Regions from separate parts of the Dromaius novaehollandiae genome. Here region 2 is linked to region 1. A link is a contact called in public Hi-C data. All regions are on one chromosome and are shown on one strand. The core of a region is the stretch at or near the end of the contact, and the rest is flanking DNA. Distances in the headings are between cores, read along the strand shown.

Region 1 (3,028 bases), core at 366-2,865:
CACCTTCTTACTACATGGTTATCAGAAATTTTTTAGGCCATAGCTACTAGAATACCTGAACACAAGCCTGAGAGTGTGCTCTTTTCTCTCTTCAACTTTGAATCTTTTTGCTTCTAAAGAGAAAATAAAGAGAGGAAAAAAAGAGAGGATTTTTAGTTATCATGTTGTAGTTTGTCAAGGCATTTGGCTTCTTATTCCCAAGTCCATTGGATCAAAACAAGGAATAAGTCTTAAACAAGCTAGGCTTACGCCGGTTCCCAGCACATGAGGATTGAATACTGGTTTCCAGAGCTGATCATCTGTGGTGCCACTAATGGCTACTAGTGATGTCCACTCCCTAGACCCATTATTCTCTATGGTTCATTAATGAAAGAGTATAGAAAATGAACCAAGAAGAGATGATTTTTGTGGTTGTTGTGATGCATAGTGTATCTGTGAGAGGGCTATTTTAATCAGCCAGTCAGTGTTTGATCTGACACTGCAATGCTTGTCCTATGAGAGATGTCTGGTGGGAAAAACTTTTTCAGAAGTTGGTCCTCCTTCAAGTTTCTCAGATAGTTTTAGCTGTAATCAGCTGTAATGTTTTTCCTTAATCGCTTTCAGGCTCCTATATGTCACCACTCCAGATCCTGAAGCTGTATTTAGCACACAGATGTAGTCATTTTTATTCCAGAACTAGACGGCATAGTCCATCTTGTCCTCTTCCACACAGGCATAAGTCCGTATCTCTTACCGTGCCACCTCCGGCCAATTTCCGTTTGCACCTCAAAAGGAAAGGAGAATGCTATTTTGTGGTGAATTGCTTTTGGGGAGAGGACTGGTGGGAAAGAGGGAAGATGTGGATGGTGGCTAGAGATGGGTAAAACTGAGACATCTCAGTTTGAGCTAGTCACTCTGGTCTCCCTTTCTAGCTGACAGAGAAAAGTAGGAGCCTCCACAGAGTGTTTCATCTGGCCTGTCTTAACATGCTTGTCCCTCTGCACCAATGAAAAAGCCTAGAGTGGCTAGCTCAGAGTTGGCCCTCCAGTGTTCAGAAGAACTCCGAATGAACCCCACTCTTACTGTCAAGAAGTAAAGGCTCACTTTAGGTGGGTCCTCCAGTCCTGTGTTCCTACTTAATGATTATGGGCCCAACAATCAAAGGTTATTGTTAGAGCTGTTGCACAGCAAAAAGGAAAAAAAAAAAAAAAGAAAAGAAAAAAAACACTTCCATCATTAAGTAATTTGATTTCAGTTTCCATCTGGTAGTCCTCAGTCCACCTTTCTCTGCTGAGCTGAAAAGTCCATCATCACTAAGTAACTTTGTCCCCTTCAAAATACTTATACTATTATGTGTTTGTACACAGTCAAATCACTTAAATCTCTTCTGATAAATGAAACAGCTGGAAGTTTCTAACTCCAGCACTGTAAAACATTTTCTCAGATTTTTTTCAGTACCTTCTCCATTTTTTTTAAACATTCCACTGGAATTTTTTTCCAGTAATGGTCTCCCCAACGCTGCCTACAGAATTAAACATATCCTCTTCACATTGCTTGTTCTTTGCCTGTTGCTAAGGGATGCCTTCTTGTTTCCAACTGTTTCTAGAAAAGTATAATCTGCAGCACTCACCAACTTGTGGCTAAGAAATAATAAATACTACTTTCCTATTAAAGACTGGGAAGGGAAAGCCATCAGCAGTCAAGAGACATTTGCTTTCTGTTGTTAGCAACTACGCACATGTGTTCACAGTTACATACACTTGGTCCAGACCAGCCGCTAAAGCCTGCTTTCACATTTAATTTTCATAAGAAATTTGCCTTCACAGACGTTTAATAAGAAGGAAATATCTAATTTGGAGGGCTGTATTTCTCAGATGTCAAGTTGGATGTAAAGCTTTGTTACCTATCACCAGAAGATATTAGGATTATTAACAGGCTGGTGGAGTGTTATCTAATGTTGCTTGTGTTTGATTATTCATCACTAGACTTTGAACTTGGAAAATGGAGATCTAGTCAATATAGTCCTTGGAGTCTACAGAGCAGGTCAGCTCACTCTAACACAGGCATCTGCGCTTGGCCAGTAGAACAGCTCTTTAAGCGTCACCAGCTATGGTGGTTAAGGGCAGAATTCACTTCCTAAACATACCTCTGACATCCTAGGGGATGCTCTGTGGAATGCCATATGCCATATATAAATTAGGACACTCTCCCCTTTTCAGAGTATCAGTTGGAAACCAGTAGACTCGTGGTTTAGTCTGAAACTGAAACCCAGTCATGGTCTAAAACAGCCATCTCAGCTGTCTTATAGACAGATAGGAAATTCCAGGGTTTCATATCACTCTAAGATATGGACGATAAATTGATCTGTGGCTTTATGGTCATTGAGGCAATCTGTGCAATTCAGTCAAGATGTGTCTTTATTACAATGCTTTATAATCTGCTCTGATTTTATAATTACCTCTGGATGCTAAAGCTAAGTGGAATGATTTCCTGTCCCGTGGACAGTAAAATTCAGATCTTCATATTCTATATGGAAATAGGTATATCAATGTGAAGAAATAATGTGAAGCTTAATAAGCATATGAAAAAGTACTAGATGAATATTTTGATATTAGGCAATTATTATAAATTAAACATTATTTCCAATTTAATCATAGACCTTTAGTAGTTGAAGATCTCTTTGATCTGCATTTGTGCAGGGCTTGTACTGTGGGGTCTGGACCTACCATGGGTTTCCCAAGCCCCGCTGCAGTACAAAAACACACAGAAAAGATAAAAATGCTCATTGAAATAGAAAGCAAAGTAGTAACAACTCATTTCTCCACTAGATGGCTTCATTCTCATGAAGATAATTGCAATGAAATTCAACTTCGTTGATTCTCATGTTAACAGACCATTCTGTGAACCTAGATTTGATTATCCACTTATACGAAACTAATTATTAACTCCATATGTCTACCATTGAAAGCAATATTGTAAAGAATTCCCTTACCTCTTGGTTCAGGAAACAGTAGAGAACTGCTACAATAAACCCCTGAAAAAGAAGAAA
Region 2 (3,233 bases), core at 635-3,134, 210 kb after region 1:
AATGTGGAACATCTATTTTAGATCAAACAGAAAGGTTCATTTTATATTTGGTCTTTTCCATGATAATAGGTTGCTACATTGCTGTCATTTGACCTTTTCAATATTTATATAAGTCACTCTTTGCATCTACTTTTGTACGCATACATAATTCTATAAACAACCTTTTCTGAAATGCAAGCATGATTTATCTGGATCTCTGATCCTTTCTGCATAACACTATATGGATTTCTTTCTCAAAAATAACCTTTTACAAATCATGTTCTTACTAAAAAAAATCATTTGTGCCTTGTTAATACATGCTGTTAGAAACCATTCAGAATTCAATTTTCTCCATCAGGATCTCTTTCAATGGCTGTATAACAATAGATCACTAATAAATGGAAGTTCTTACATTGACTTACTCCCACTTCATTGAGACCTATTTCCTGTCATCTTACAAACATAATTCATATTTTCGGAAACCCAAAAATCATAGCATCAAGAAAACTGTCTTTTAATCTTTGTTTTTTATTGCAGGACAGTTTTCTTGATCCTATTCCATAGTAAAACAATTCTGTGAGTTGAAGTGTCTCATATCACAAAAATATCCCTTTTATTTAACCAGTTAAATTTTTTTCAAAGGCTCATGACCTGTGCTGTGAAGACAGGCCTCAGGTATAGGCCTCAGGTGTAAACCGAAGAGAAAATGAGCAATCTCCGAGAGCATTAGAAAATCTGAGGACTGTTATTCCTGGCCTAGGACCACATAACTCCTTGTTGCCAAAGGGCGACGTCTGTCAACATAGGGGCTGTTTTAAGTTGGAGGCTTTCAAAAAACATGAAGTGGTCAGCTAAAAGGAGAGAGATGGAAGTAAGTACAACTTTAGTTAGTCTTTAGTAAGGAATTGGCAAACTGAATCTGTGTAATTATTGGCATGTACAGTCTGGACTCCTACAAGCACTGTTAAAAATTATCCTGGTAGTTGAAATAAAAACTAATTTCAGGCACTGGTTGCTTGACACAGTGATGCCTAATTTCCCCTTGCCCAGAGAGGGCTGAAACAGTGAGGAGGATCACCGACCCGCGCTTCTGCTATGGTGTTTCTCTCACTGATCTATTTCGTGGGCAATAAAAGGAAGCGGACAGCTAGCCCAGAAATCTGTCTAGGACATTCCTCATTACAGCAGCCTTGTGGCTTCTTCCTCTTACCACACCGAGGGCCAGAAGTGCTGTCAAACTGCATGGCCACCACAAGACCTGATCCAAGGAATAAATGAAGCCAACTGTCCAGGATGTGCTTACCACCGTCTTCCTCTATCCTTGATGAATCTGGGGCTCTGATTCAGACTTTCTCACCTGCCTTGCTCAGAATATGCCTATACGTACCCAGAAAGAGAAACCAAAGCTCTGACTTTATGCAAGGGAGCGCATATATGGCAAGCAGGTTCTTAGTATGTACAGCCAGTGGCAGATTAGAAGGAATTTTCTTGATAAATTTGTGTTTGAAGGATTAGATTCTCAGGTGGTATAAAATTAAGAAGCACTGTTATAAATAACAGAGCGGCCCTGGTTTACGCCAGGACAGAGTGTGAAACCCTGAACTCTCCATCTTGCCACAATCAGCCTATTTTACACCCACTTGGCCCTTGCACCTCCACTCGTCTTTGGCCTCGCCAACCCCGCGGCCACCCAACTGGTGAGCACGGTGCTTGAGAAGCCGTGAAAATCGGTGTAAAAGCCACGTGGCCTTTAAAAGGAAACCTTTAAAAGGAAAAAGACCCAAATCGGATCTTACCCCTCAGCGGCCGCCGGCTGCGAGGAGCGGCGCCAATCAACACACTGCGCATGTCTGCCCCCTCCGCGGAGGATTAAAAATCATAGAGTATCCCTAAGTATAAGGCAGAGCGGCTCCTTACGGTGCCACTTCCTGAGCAGTGAGGGCCTCTCTGGGCCAACAACCGAGCACTCTCTTTGCCGCCCCCCTCCTTTTCGCGCCTATTCTGCCAATACGCATGCGCCTGCCGGGCTGTAGGTGGGGGTGGGGTGGGGGAGGCGCCATTTTGTGGGGGGGTGTTGGTGCGTATGAGGTGCTGTGTCCGCTCTGCTCGGTGCCGCTTTTAGGTGTCAGAGCAAGGTATTAGGGGCTTCCTCGGTTTGTGAAAGCCCATTTCCCAAGTGAAAAAAGTCTGGGGGGCTGCAGGCACTGCAGGGGGAGTGGGGCAGCTGCTGTGTCTTGCAGGGCAGGGGAGGAAAATGAGGAAGGCCTGAGCTGTGAGGCAGCGTGAGGTGCGAGAGCATCAGACACGGGGAGAGAGAAAAGCACTGGGAACATGCTGGAAACTCCTGTATCCAAAAAAGAGAAAGAGCTTGTTCTTCTTCTGTACTCCCTTCTCTTTAAGAATTACTTCTCAAATGGTTACTTCAGCTTCCAAAGCCTTGGCTTTTTTTCCCTACGAGGAAAGACTTGCTGGGTTTTTGCAAGCTTTAATGCTCAGAAGTAGCTAATTTGAGTACACTGTGTTTAGGGTGAGGATTAAAATTAGATAAAGTCCATGAGAGTCAAGGCTGGGAAGCTGACTGCTTCTTTTGTGCTGATAGTGCCTTACAAATGGCCATTTAAAAAACTTTCTATTCAAGCACAGGTAGGACTGTTATTCCACCATGAGACACTAATAAACACAATGGAAAGACTTGGCTACACATTTTTTTCAGATAAGTTTCAGGATGGAACTAATCTATGCTTCTTGTAGCAATACTGAATTTAAGATAGTCTGCCTTGCCTTTAAATGTGCAATGCATGAGTATAGCAGTTGTGTGAGTGCAGGTAGTTAGTCTTCCAGTAGAATATGCTTCCATTTGAATTTTTTTCAGTCGAGTATAAAAGCTCAGATTTGTGTATGCTTCAGTGACCAAATCATGTAATTGAGATCAAGTCTCAATAATTAGTAAGGTGCATACAAGAGTATTTTTGAAGGTGTGGCTTGCATAAGAGGTTTTAATAGTACGGCAGTTTAAGCTTTGTGTTATTAGGATAACTGGTAAAAAGTAGTGTAGCTGAAGGTATAAATGATAAATCTTTTAATTCTGTTTCAGTTAGAAAAAAGTTGTGACTAGATGGGGAAAAGAGAAAGAAAAGGATGTACCTGTAGTCTTCAGTTTTGCTCACATCGGACATAATGGTGCTCTGATGCATGTGTTCTTCATCTGAGTAGTTGGGTAGCTGAACTGATGAGCTCTTACTTTGAGGATTTGT

What was found. Hi-C and Micro-C count contacts between places; a contact is called where the count stands out from the background.
Region 2: a contact with region 1 is called in a Hi-C map of liver, with 7 times the contacts expected there. The contact joins two enhancer-like sites. A contact is called at or near these places in 3 of 4 Hi-C or Micro-C datasets (brain, liver and ovary).

What each region holds. Positions count from the first base shown.
Region 1 is chr2:4,949,331-4,952,358 of bDroNov1.hap1, forward strand. It overlaps LOC112980763 (growth hormone-releasing hormone receptor), which reads right to left. Exons shown (of 13, transcript XM_026095917.2): 12 at 2,972-3,013; 13 at 1-764. The coding sequence ends at 642. Among named protein-coding and RNA genes, the nearest start is that of AQP1, 73 kb to the right of the region's middle. Within about 2 kb of position 1,616, at least 2 of the 2 cell types and tissues checked have open chromatin away from gene starts, as enhancers often do.
Region 2 is chr2:5,157,542-5,160,774 of bDroNov1.hap1, forward strand. It overlaps MINDY4 (MINDY lysine 48 deubiquitinase 4), which reads right to left. Exons shown (of 14, transcript XM_064505686.1): 3 at 3,124-3,233. Among named protein-coding and RNA genes, the nearest start is that of MINDY4, 5.6 kb to the right of the region's middle. Within about 2 kb of position 1,885, at least 2 of the 2 cell types and tissues checked have open chromatin away from gene starts, as enhancers often do.